2 separate regions of the Mus musculus genome follow, and region 1 is linked to region 2. Evidence: chromatin contacts called from public promoter capture Hi-C data. All regions are on one chromosome and are shown on one strand. The core of a region is the stretch at or near the end of the contact, and the rest is flanking DNA. Distances in the headings are between cores, read along the strand shown.

What was found. Promoter capture Hi-C pulls out the DNA fragments that hold promoters and counts their contacts.
Region 1: a promoter capture Hi-C map of liver shows a contact between it and region 2. The contact joins the enhancer-like site here to the promoter of Plod1 in region 2. A contact is called at or near these places in 15 of 39 promoter capture datasets (the 3T3-L1 cell line, the C10 cell line, the HPC-7 cell line and 10 more), 14 of 484 Hi-C or Micro-C datasets (B cells, CD8 T cells, Kupffer cells and 9 more), 12 of 115 datasets of contacts at active chromatin or transcription factors (bone marrow-derived macrophages, effector CD8 T cells, embryonic stem cells and 6 more) and 4 of 9 other capture datasets (adipose tissue, embryonic stem cells, liver and 1 more).

Annotation. Positions count from the first base shown.
Region 1 is chr4:148,054,575-148,060,957 of GRCm38.p6, forward strand. It overlaps Mthfr (methylenetetrahydrofolate reductase), which reads left to right. Exons shown (of 12, transcript NM_010840.3): 11 at 411-530; 12 at 799-4,988. The coding sequence ends at 1,014. It overlaps Gm13201 (a long non-coding RNA gene), which reads right to left. Exons shown (of 10, transcript XR_004691353.1): 9 at 5,907-6,150; 10 at 3,419-3,527. Among named protein-coding and RNA genes, the nearest start is that of Mthfr, 19 kb to the left of the region's middle. Within about 2 kb of position 2,482, at least 17 of the 459 cell types and tissues checked have an H3K27ac peak or open chromatin away from gene starts, as enhancers often do. A contact at or near this core is called in adipose tissue and liver, where this site is marked.
Region 2 is chr4:147,934,532-147,940,270 of GRCm38.p6, forward strand. Plod1 (procollagen-lysine, 2-oxoglutarate 5-dioxygenase 1) reads right to left here and starts at 2,245. Exons shown (of 19, transcript NM_011122.3): 1 at 2,071-2,245. The coding sequence starts at 2,146. It also overlaps a transcript of 2510039O18Rik not described here.

The DNA.
Region 1 (6,383 bases), core at 1,232-3,731, 120 kb after region 2:
AAAGATCACAGCAGGCAACTAGGAGAGTGGCAAGGACCACGGGACCGCATGGGGACCCTTGTGGCCCAGGTAGAAAGCCGGGCTGCTACTGTAGGTCTAGATAAGAAGCCGCAGAAAAGCCTAATAACCCCAGCACTAGGTCAGCCAATTGCTGGACGATCTGAGTTCAAGGCCAGCCTGGGTTATAAGCAAGTCCTTGTGTGTGTGTGTGTGTGTGTGTATGTGTGTGTGTGTGTGTGTGTGTGTGTGTGTGTGTGTGTGTGTGTGTGAGTGCAAGGCAGAATAGAAGTTCAGTCAGGATGCCTCTAGGCTCTGATTTAAGCAGAGGGTGATGGGTTTTGGCAGACCAGGAGGGCTTATGAGCAGTGGGAGGTTTCGGTCACCCTCCTCAGCCCTGCCTCTGTTCTCAGGGAGAGAACATCACTAATGCCCCTGAGCTGCAGCCCAATGCCGTGACGTGGGGCATCTTCCCGGGTCGAGAGATCATCCAGCCTACTGTGGTGGACCCCATCAGCTTCATGTTCTGGAAGGTAAGGGAGTGGGAGGGAGTGGAGGACCCTGGCTACCGTGAGAGCCCTGGCCAGACAATAGTCCCAAACACGTAGCCGAAAACCATACCCCAGGCAGGGTAGACTTGGCCCTGAAGGCCGTATGTTAGCACATGGTGTTTATTTCTGGGCTAGCTTGGAGTGGCTCTGTCTTGCTGTTACCTGGGTGGCCTGCAGGGAGACAGCAGGGGCCCAGACCTGGAGGTACCAGCCGTGCTGACCCTGCTCGTGTGTCTCTGTCCACACGTAGGATGAGGCCTTTGCCCTGTGGATCGAGCAGTGGGGCAAGCTATACGAGGAGGAGTCGCCATCCCGCATGATCATCCAATACATCCATGACAACTATTTCCTGGTCAACCTGGTGGACAACGAGTTCCCGCTGGACAGCTGCCTGTGGCAGGTGGTGGAGGACACGTTTGAGCTGCTCAACAGGCATCCCACGGAGAGAGAGACACAGGCTCCATGAGCCTGCATCTCTCAACAGGCACACCATGGAGAGAGAGACACAGGCTCTGTGAGCCTGCATCCCTCAACAGGCACACCACGGAGAGAGAGACACAGGCTCCGTGAGCCTGCATCCCGGTATCTTCCTCACCTGGAGCCCCTCTCCCTCATCTCTCTACACAGGATAATGGCAGCTAGACTAGCAGGAAGCGTCCCGGCTCTGGCTGGACCTAAGATGCCCCGTCGAGGAGGCTGATGCTCTCTGCTCAAGCCCAGAGCCCGTGTTCTTGCTGTGGCAAGCGCCTCCATCCTCAGGGGGAGGAGACCAGAGATTGCCCAGCCACTGCACCAAGGCAGCCTCTAGGAGGTGAACTTTGACCTGGGGTCTGTGTGAGACAGACAGTAGGCACTGTGAAATACTGAAGGAGGTAGGAAGAGATGTGCAAATGAGGGTACAGAAACCTCCTCCCTGCTCAGCGGACTACACACCAGGTCCCCAAGAGAGGCCTGGCTGGTAACACAAGCCTTTCTTGCCATCTTAGGCCAAAGAGTGCAGGAGTTCTGCCTCTGCAGAAGGTTGGTTGTGTCTGTTCTGTGGCTGGGAAGAAAGTGCCCCTTCAGGGTTAAAAGCGTTCTGTCCTCAATGGAGGCTTGCTCTTGGCCTTGTTTTCTGTCCTCTTAGCGAGATTTACCTGGGCAGGGCCCAGCTCTTCCCGTGGCTGTATGAAGCCTGCTCCCTTGCTTCTGAGCAGACTCCTGCCAGCTGCACCGTCTTCTCTGTTGGGCCTAGACTAGGGGCTGTCCCTGGCACTCCTCCCCAGTCAGCCCTCAGGCCTGGCTGCCTGGGGCAGTGACTGGCAGGCACAGATGACTGCTCCCAGCCTGCTGGTCTTGTTTGAGTCAGGGAATGGGAGAAAGCGGTCCGTAGAGCAACTTAGGGAGAGCAGGGGGTTCCTGCCCTCGTCTCCCAGGCCTGGGTGACTGCAGTGGAGAGCAGCCTTGGAGAGAATGAGCAGAAGCAGCCAGGAGGAGGAGGTCCTTTTATTGTCCCAGAGCTCCAGGCGCTGGCCCCTCCAACTGTGGGCCTGTTCCCTCCCTCGGAAGGCTGGGCTTGGTTCTCTTATTTCTCAGGAATATTTCATAGCTGCTGCTGGCCCCTACTCACCCCATGCCTGCTACACCTGAGCCACTGTAAACTGTTTCCAGGAGCACAGGCTGCTGCTAGTTCTTCTCATGGGCTCTTGGCTACCAAACGCTGGTGCCACTTTTCAAAGGCTTGGAGGCAGGGCAGGAAGTACTGCTTGTCTCAGGCTCCCTCCAGGGTCTGTACTGGGCCTGTCAGACTTGACACCTAAGCCATGTTCTGTGTGTCTCAACCAGAGGCCCTTTCCTTTGCCCTGGCAGCCAGCCCACCCTGTCTCTGCCCAAATATCTAGGCTCAGAATAGACTGGACTTGTGACCCGGGAAGCTATGCCCCGTGACCTGCAAACAAGACATCTGTTCTGGACGCAGGCCCTGCAAGGACCAGCATGGGGAGCCACTGCCACAAACAGACTGGTTCTCTGAGTGAGTGAAACTGATACTTGGCTGGGCTTGAGGCCCCTAGTCAAGGGCTCTAATGTCCAGGCTGTGTGCTCTGTAACCAATGGCCAATTCAACTGAATGAGGATAGCGCAGGGTGGTGAGCAGGGACACCCTCCCCTCTCCCTGGCTCAGCCTGGAGGTGGCACTGGTCTTGGAGGGCTGGCTGGGTGAACCAAGGTAAAGTCACCTGGAAAAGGACCCGGCTCTCTTCTCTCTGGTGTAGCTGTTGAGCCACCCGGAGCTGAAGGACCTTTTTCTGCCATGTCCTCCACGCCTGTTCCAGGTGCCATTGTCTGAGCTACAGAGAGAGTTGATAGAAAAGATCCTCTGCCATCCTGTCAGCCCTGGCCCTTCTGCTGCCACCCCAGGGTGAAGGAGATGTGACAAGGGGCCATCACCTAAGAAATGTTAATAAGTGATCACACCTGAGCCCATCCCTAAGGCTTTGGGCATGAGGTGCAATTAGTAGTTAGTGCCTCCAGCTAGCCAAGGGATACATAGGATGAGTGGGGAGTTGTTCCCAGGGCCTCTGCTTGGTACAGAGGAGCTGAGCCTCCCTACCAGAGCCCAAGACAGCTGCTCCACCCAGTGAACATCTACCCAGCGCTGCCATGCCCTTGCCAGGCTCCAGGCCTGCTGGGAAACCTGACTATGCCAACACTATAGGTACCTGTCCCTGCAGGCCAAGAACATCTAACCTCTTCAACAGCAAAGAACAAGAGGCCCAGGCTCGGCCATTCTGCCAGAGTTGAAAAATCCCTTGCCTGAAGGGACTGACCACCCCTCCCATGCACAGCTGGTCCACCTTTGAGGAGCCTGGCCTTGGCCCTTCAGGGCCCTAGTCTCAGAGCTGCAGGGCTCACCTATTCCTGTAGGGGGCCAGTGGAGGGCCCGTGCAGGCAGTGGCAGCCAGAACTCGAGGGCTGGGCAGAGGGGTCTCTCTGTGACACCTGAAAAGGAGACTTGGGTCAGGAGAGGATGATGCCTTGATTTAAAAGAACAGAAGCCCCACCCACCTACCCCTCAAGTCTCCAGGCTGTGGGCTGGCCCAAGGCGCTAATGGGAAAAGAAGGGAATTCTTCAAGTAGCTGGGACACTCAAGAAGAGATGGACAGGGGCATTGTTTCAAAGGGTGTGGCCTGAGGACTGAGACTCAAAGCCCAGGTTGTGGTCCTCTGTGCCTCTTCCATGTGGCCGTGCCAGGCTGAGCAGCACATTCTCTACAGCAGGTGGCCAGCAGCTGTGAGTCTGAAGGAAGAGCAGGGGGACAAGGACCAACTGCAATGGGCTTGACCCTGCTGACCACAAGGGGGTCCTGCCTGCCTCCTGCCAGAGCAGGCTCCCACCTGCGTGCATAATGGGGCGCTTCACCTGACACTCAGGAGTCCCAAGACCCCCAGATGAGGCAAGCCACCCGTAGTGGCACAGCTCCCTCTGACCATCCTCCCCGTTGGCTGAAAACATCTAAGCAGAGGCTGGCTCAGTACTGCGGTGGAGCTCAGGCCAGCCCTGAGATTGACATTATGCTCCTGAATTAAGCTTTAGATGTTGCCGAAGCCTTGCCTCTCACATGTGGCCTGACTCCAAGGTCTGGGCTCCCAACTAATGCAGCATACACAGGGGATTCACAGCACCACAGAATGGCTCGCCACCTGCACGTGTTGCCAGGGGAAGGCTACCTGGGCATGCATGAACCTGTGGTAAAGAGCAGGACCCTGGGTACCATTCTCAGTGTCTGCGTGTTTCTAGAAACCTCAGTTTATCAGCATATCAGCCCTGCCTTCACTAACAAGAAGAGAATGAAAGTACATATACTTTTAAAAGGTTCTAGTGTACTGGTGAAATTTCACGACGCTGAGGCAAGAGGGCGAGAGGCTGCCTCATGAGCTTGAAGCCACCTGGACTGTATAAGCTGGGTCTACAAAGCCTGTAACATCAACAAGCCCAACAGCATGAGGCCCATGGTGTGCCAGCACCCTGAGCCCGTACGAGGATTCTGAAACCCAGCAACGCTAGTCTTGCAATTCTGTTTCAAAGGCAAAGCCACTTTGATGCCTTATGTTCTTTCCAAAGTTAATTCTGTTCCTCTGGCATCTGAGCAAGAGTCTTGGTGAGGCCAGATTGTCTTTGGGAACACTGTCTAGCCTGCCAGGGACTTGGGCTGAGTCCCCTAGTTACATCTGCAGACCTCTAGGCAGTGTTGTTTCTTGCACCTGGCATTTGTGATTATCTCTCTCCTCCTGATAGGCCTTCAGCCTCTCACTGTTGTGTCAGAGCTAAGAACTTCTGGTCTGAAGGTGACTTTTTGGTACAGAAAAGAGAAAAACCCAAATTTCTACTTTATTTTCTAAAATGAGCACATTGCATTTTTCCAATTAAAAAAAAATTGCTGTCTCCATATAGCTGTTTTTAAATGCTTAGCGTAATTTATTTTTGTGTGCATGTGTGTGTGTGCGTGTGTGTATGTGTGTGCGTGTGTATGTGTGTGTGCGCGCGCACGTGCGTGTGCACACACCTATGGAAGCCAGAACAGGCCATTGAGTCAACAGATCACCCGGAGCTTGAGCTTCACAGGGTTGAAAGCCACCAATGTGGATGTGGGTGCTGGGAAACGAACTCTGGTCCCTCTAGAAAGAGCAACCAGTTACCATGGAACCATCTCTCCAGCTCCCAGATGGTGCTGTAACTGAATTTAAGATCTGAAGGTGTAGCTTAGTGAACATTTGTCCAGCGTCTCTCTTAAAAAAACTATGTGGTGTTTGTGGTATACGTGTCAGGAAGGGCAGGCATGCCTTGGTGAGCATGACAGCCAGAGGACAACTCTGGAGTTTATTGTCTCCTTCTGCCTTCACATCAGTTGTGATAATCAAATCAAGTCATTGGGTTGGCATGGCAAGTGCCTTTACCTGCCCAGACACCCTGCTCACCCATGGATACTTTTTTCCCCCTTTGAGACAGTTTAATTATTCAGCCCTAGCTAGCTTCAAACTCCCGGAGATCTTGCCTCTGCCTGCCTCTGCCTTCCTAATACTGGGATTAAAGGCACACAACACCGTGCCCAGCCACAAACACTTTTAAACAGTGTCCATCTCCCTAATAGAGACCCTTTGAAGGCAGACCTGCACAGGGCTGTCACTCAAGAGGTTTGCTAATGGATCCTCCCGCTTCCACCCTGTTGTTGGCCACCCTGCACTGGGTTGTGTGGTGTCTGTAAATATGTTTGCCCCTGGAGAAGTGTCTAGCCACAATCCCATCGTGGGCAGAAACCAAGTGATTTTAAGGGTTTGTTTTGGAAAGTTGACACCACACCACACACACACACAACTCACACGCATCCAAAAGTATGTGGTGTCCGTCAGTAGCAGGAGATGCCCTCTGCTGGCCAGCCTAAGCCAGTGTCCTAAGTCCATGCCCTGTGCCTGGGTCTGTGGCTCCAGCTTCTGTTTGAACAGAGTTGACTGAGACTGAACCCGGTGGGTCCTAAGGAGACCCCGAAGCCGCTGCCAGCATTGGGTGATAGCAGTTTGTTGGACATAAGCCTGGGCCGCTAACTGCATCCCGACCTCTGGGACTCTGGAGAAAAAGGAGGAGCCTGTTAGAGCCAAAGACAAATGCTCAGCCTGGCCCCTCCCATCCCTATTTTTGATGATCCACCAAATATGCATGAAAGGGGTAAAATATCAGACAGCAGAGGCAACTGTCCTGTTTCAAGGGACAGAGAGGGCAGTGCTAACAGCTACATCCTGTCCCCTCCCCTGGGGAATGCCAGTGCACTGCCCACTTCTGTTGAGTGCATGCGCACACTT
Region 2 (5,739 bases), core at 995-3,494:
AGGAGAACCAATCTAGTCACCCGTTCTGAGGCCCTCATGCCAAAAGGGGGCAGGAAGAATATCATAGGCCAGAAAGTGCCTTGGCTGTCCAGGAATTCACTCTGTAGACCAGGCTAGCATCAAACTCATAGAGATGCCCCTGCCCCTGCCCCTGCTTCCCGAGTTCTGGGGTCAAAGGTGCGCATCCACCACCACACCCAGCCACGTTCATACCCCTGATCCACTACAGCACCCAGCATGGTAGAACAGCTGACTGGAGATAGAATCCAGAACCACTGGGGCTTCTCCAGTCTCCACCCATGCAGGTACCCTCTCCAGTCCACCATCAAGCCCATCAGAGCTCTGGGCCACCCACAAAGTATCAACAGGAGGTATGGGTTCCACCAGGATAGCACCCCCACCCTACCCCCTCGCCCCACCCCCACCCAACCTCAACAGCCACCAGGGCCACATGGGCCTGGCCACCTGAAAGCTCAGCCTTCCCCTCCTGCTGCCCAAAGTCCAGTAATGATGTCCCCAGATGGACAAACTATGACCCCAGTCAGCAGAGATGAAAGAGGCATGGTGGAAGAGCAGAGTGTTACGAACAGTTGGCTCAGCAAGGAATTTAGCCTTCCTGAACTCCACCATAGGAACCATGGATGAAGGAGCCCCCTTTCAGAGATTAATGTGAAGACCCAAATGAGTGTCTGAAGTGTGGAACACAGTGTCTGCCGGTGACGCCTCCATTCTTGGCACAGAGCGGGAGCTGAGTTCTGGGCTTCCTAGAGGGCAACTGAGGCTCTTGGAACTGGGATGGTCTGGAGTATCCGAGCACGCATCAGCAGAAGCAGGAGAAAGTGAAATGGAGAAAAAATGGCTGCCACTGGGCTCCAGGTTCCTGCCACTAGGTGGGCCTTTGCACACATTACCAACTCTGTAGTCGGGACTTATCAGAGTCTCTTATCTATCTTCCTTTGATGCTAGATTAGACCCTACCAAAACAAACAAACAAACAAAAAAACCCCAAAACAACAACAACAACAAACCTAGCTGCTCTGAGCTTGGAGAGAAAATGCCCAGAGCCTTGACTTTAAGGGGACTCAGGGGCTGGTCTTATTTGAGGAATCTCTTGTGATCTCTAGAAATGAGGTCTTGCCACTCTGTGTTGGAGTCTAAAATACCAAGCTTCTCAAAAACTGTGCATCACCAACGCGAAAGGCGTGTGACCCTATGTATAACTGAGCACAGATGGAAGACGGAGCAGGCATGCAAAAACCTGTGGCTCCCAGCACATGGGTTTCAAAGCCAGGTTCTTTTCCTTTCCTTTTTTTTTTTTTTTTTTTTTTCTTCCTTTCTTTCCTTTTTGGTCAGGGTCTCATGTAGTCTAGACTGACTTTAACCCTTCGTGTAGTTGAGGATGACCTTGGACTTCTGATAACCCTGCTTCAACCTCCCTGAGTACTGGGGTTATAAGCATGCACAACTATGTTTAGTTTATGCAGCGCTGGGGACCAAACCCTGGGCTGCATGCGAGCTAGGCAAGTGCTCTTACCAACAGGGCTCACCCACCGGAGCCCTCCACATTCCTACCACCCACCATGTTCAGGCCAACTCCCATGTCTCCAGCAACATGGGTGGAAGAAAACAGGATGCCCTGGAGAATGCGGCTGATTTGGAGCCTCAGTTTGTAAAGCTGGAAAACGGGGTTAACATAAGAAAACACTTCCAGCAAACGTATTTAACTGGTGCTTAACTAGTGAGGCCAGGCTGCAGCAGATCGTGTACGATAAACGGGAGTCTTGCTACTTATTATGGGAATTGTGATCATGGACTCCTCTGAGCGCCAAATGAGGGTAGGGGGCGCGCAAGGGGAGAGTGTACTTCGGCTGTCCCCTCCTCTGCCCGCAGCACAAACCTAGGAATCCCGACCCCATGAGAGGAAGTGATCTACCGGAGTCACCCGCGGGCAAGTGGACAGATGACCGCAACCCAGCTCCCCGGCTCCCCCCCTTCCAGCCCAGGTCGCCTGGACACCCCGGTCCTCGGCGAGACAGACGGCCAGGCACAGCTCCGCCGCCGCGTCCTCACCCTCTAGCTTGGCGTCATCCTTCGCCTGGACCAGAAGAAGCCAGGCCAACGGGGCCAGGAGCAGCAGGGACCGCATAGCGGAGTCTCGGGAACAACCCGCCGGCACTGAGACAGAAGCTGAACTGGAAACTTCGCGACGGGGCCGGCGGGCGCTGCCACGCACTGAGCCCGCCCCGGGGGCGGTGCCGCGCACGCCTCCGCCCGCCTCGGGGAAGGGTTTTCCTGCTTAGGCTTCTAGGTCCTCCAGACTTGGGGCAGGTCGTTGTGCCCCCTGGGTCCCGATGCCGGACCGTCCATGCTCTCCCTCCCCCGCTTCTCTCCAAGTGGGCGAGGAGGGCGAGGCCTTGATGTCTAGAAGAGGAGACTTAATATCATCTGCACCGCGATGGTGGGAATATATATATAAAGTCTAGCCCCAGCTCCCAAAAGAGAATCACTTAATTCAACTTTCCGCTCCCTGGAAGGAAATCAGAAAGTAGTCAAGGAAATTGCAGCGGTTAATTATGGGATGGATGTGTGTGTGTGTGGTGATGGTGGGGGGGGGGTATTAGATGGATGGATAAGTGGGTGTGTAAGTGGGTGAGTGAGTGGATGGTTGGATGGCGGTATAGGTGGATGGATGGGTAAGTGGCTGGCTGGCTGGATAGATGGATGATGGGGGGCCAGATGGATGGATGGGTGAGTGAGTGGATGGATGAATGAGGGCTAAGTGGATGGAGTGAAAATTTTCAGTGCCATTCACAGACAAAGTAAAAGAAGGTCAAAAGTTTCTGGAGCAAGGGTTCCTGGTCCAGATGTGAGCCAAGCACATCTACATTTAGACAAAATCTGTCAAGCCGTAGAAGAGAGCTCAAACAGGGACCCTGGAATCTCAGTCCCACAGATTAGATCCTAGGGCAGGGTTCGGGAGGGCGGGGGAGGAGGGGCTTGACGAAATCAGGGAGTTAGGGAGATTTGGTCTTTCACAAAGGAAACAGGCATCTACAGGATGCTAAGTGGGAAAGGTTTTCTCTTCAGTATGACTCATTGTTAAAGATAGATCCTCTGCCTAGCAGATAGGTCAAAACAAGGTTGGGTGGGGTAGGGTGGGGTCTGCCCAAATCCTAGCACTCAGGAGGTAGAAGAGCTCCATTGTCCAAAGCCAGCCTGAGCTGCACAGCCAGACTCAGTCAGAGAAGGGAGGAAGAAGGTGTCAAAGCGAGCTGGAATCCCAGCACTCAGGAGGCATAGCAGGATCAGGAGTTCAAGACATGCTCAGCCGTAGAGCTAGTGACCATATAGCTTGAGGCTAGTGTGGACTGTGTGAGACCTCAACAACACACACCCACCCCCAACACAGGAAACTTACAGACCAATGTTTGCAATGATTATTTCCAAGTTGTGGAATAAACATGTTCATAACTTATGCAGCGTTTCTAGGTCATATTATTGGGAATCGTTCTTCTTTTCTTGTTTCTCTTTTTCTTGAGAAAGATGTACAATACTTGTACAATTGAAGAACCACGTGTCCTTTCTGGGAAATAAGAACAGGCTGGAAAAATGGGCGTCCACCTCATTGTGCAGAGGTCAACTCACACTCTCACAGATGGTAGAAGAGAGGCCCAGGGCTATCCAGCAGCAAGCTCAAAGTCACAAGACCAACCAGAGGAAGCGACCTCAGCAGAATCTAGAACATTTGCTTCCTAGCAGGGACTTAGAGCCAGGAGCTGCTGCAGCTGGAGACAGGACTTGGCGCCAAGCATCCACCAGCATCCGCCGGGTGTTTTAGACCCAGAAGGTTGAGGACTGAGATCTCCAAACCCTTGGAGGAGGAAGTACAAGTGTAAATGGGGGAAGAACCAGCCAGCCTTGTTGGCTGGCTCGATTTTCAAAGCTCTTCCTCCAAGCTCACAACTGCCTTTCTCGTAAAGCTGTCACTTCTGTTTGCAAAACAAGAAACTAAGGCTCGAAGCAGTATCATCTGCCTGGCATCACACACCTGATGTGGGACCACAGTAAGGAAGCATCAGCCAGCTCCCAGCTAGAACTGCCTACAGCGATATACGCCAGATAGAAAACATTCCTGGGCAGTCATCAGAGTACAAATTAAAAGAGGGATCAGTTTTATAAACTGCCTGACCTTTCAAGAGGAAGAATTCACTCTTGTGAAGCCTGGCCTTACTCTTTTGGAACCTGTTTCCTGTTTGTTTCATCAAATTGCTAGAACTTGAGCCCAATCCAAGCTTCGTGTAGGGTGGCCTGTTTCTTTAAGCAAGAGGTGGTGGCTGCTGCCCAGATGTTGCCTCTAGTATTTCTAGTACGTGCTCCACGTGCAATGGACTGTTAAAGGCACAGGACTCCAATTTAATAGGAAACTGCTGGACAACTTCAGGATGGGAAGTTGTCCACACACAAACATGCATGCGGTTTCCTCCTGTCATCCATTAAAAAGTGGAGCTGGAGAGATGGTTCAGCAGTTAAGAGACTGGCAACTCACACGTGCCTGTAACTCCAGGGATCCCATACCATCTTCTGATTTGGACATACAACAATGTGCACATAGAGGCGTCAGCTCTCTCCTTCTACCACATAGGTCCTAGGTACAGAACTTAGGTCATCACACTTGCTGGCGAATGCTTTTACCTGCTGAGCCATCTTGCCATTAGATTTTTATTTTAACTTTAAGGTTCTGGGAAATCACTAGTGCTAGAGGAATATTCTGTTCTGAGCTAATAGTCTGCTAAAAAAAAAAGTGTGGTTGTTTTAGTTTGTTTTGAAATATGGTCTCACTGTGTAGACAGGCTAGCCTTGAACTTAGTAAAATCTACCTGCCCCTGCCTCTTGAAGAGTCAGATTAAAGATATGTGTACAACAACTGGCTAAAATGTGCTACTGAGCTCTGGGGTGTTTGTTTGCTTGCTTGCTTGCTTTAGTTTTTCTTTTTCTTTCTTTTTTTTTACACTGTAGCTGTCTTCAGACATTCCAGGAAACGGCATCAGATTTCATTACGGATCCCACCATGTGGTTGCTGGGATTTGAACTCAGGACCTTTGGAAGAGCAGTCGGTGCTCTTAACCGCTGAGCCATCTCACCAGCCCACTTTAGTTTTTCAAGACAGGGTTTCTCTGTGTAGTCCTGGCTGTCCTGGAACTCTGTAGACCAGGCTGGTCTCCAACTCCGAGAATTACCTGCCCTGCCTCTTAAATGCTAAGACTAACAGCATGTGCCACCACTGCTGGGCTCTTAGCATTCATTTTTGTGTGAAAATAAAAATGGGTAAAAAGCTGGACAAATGCCTTTGATTCTAGGGACTGGGGATGCTGAGAAAGGATCTTTTGGGCCTAGGAATTGTTTGAAGTCCAGTCTGGACAACAAAGGAAAGATTCTGTCTCAAAGATAAATAAAAATAAAAATCAAATCAAAACAGGACGAGCATTCTTCCAATGCGACACTGGCTTGCCACCTCAGCATACAGTTTTCTGTCTGCCTACAACCCACTAGAAGCCACCTTAAGTGACCGTTCAATTGTCAACTGTGAATTTGCAACAGCCCGTCTGGCTCTGGATTGCCCAGAATCCAAAGTGAAAACAATCGCCCACTGTCTACCTAGAATTCAAAGTGGAAACAACCACCCCACTGTCTGCTCCAGTGCTCCCAATGAATTCCGCCCCCCTCGCCCTTCCCCCCATA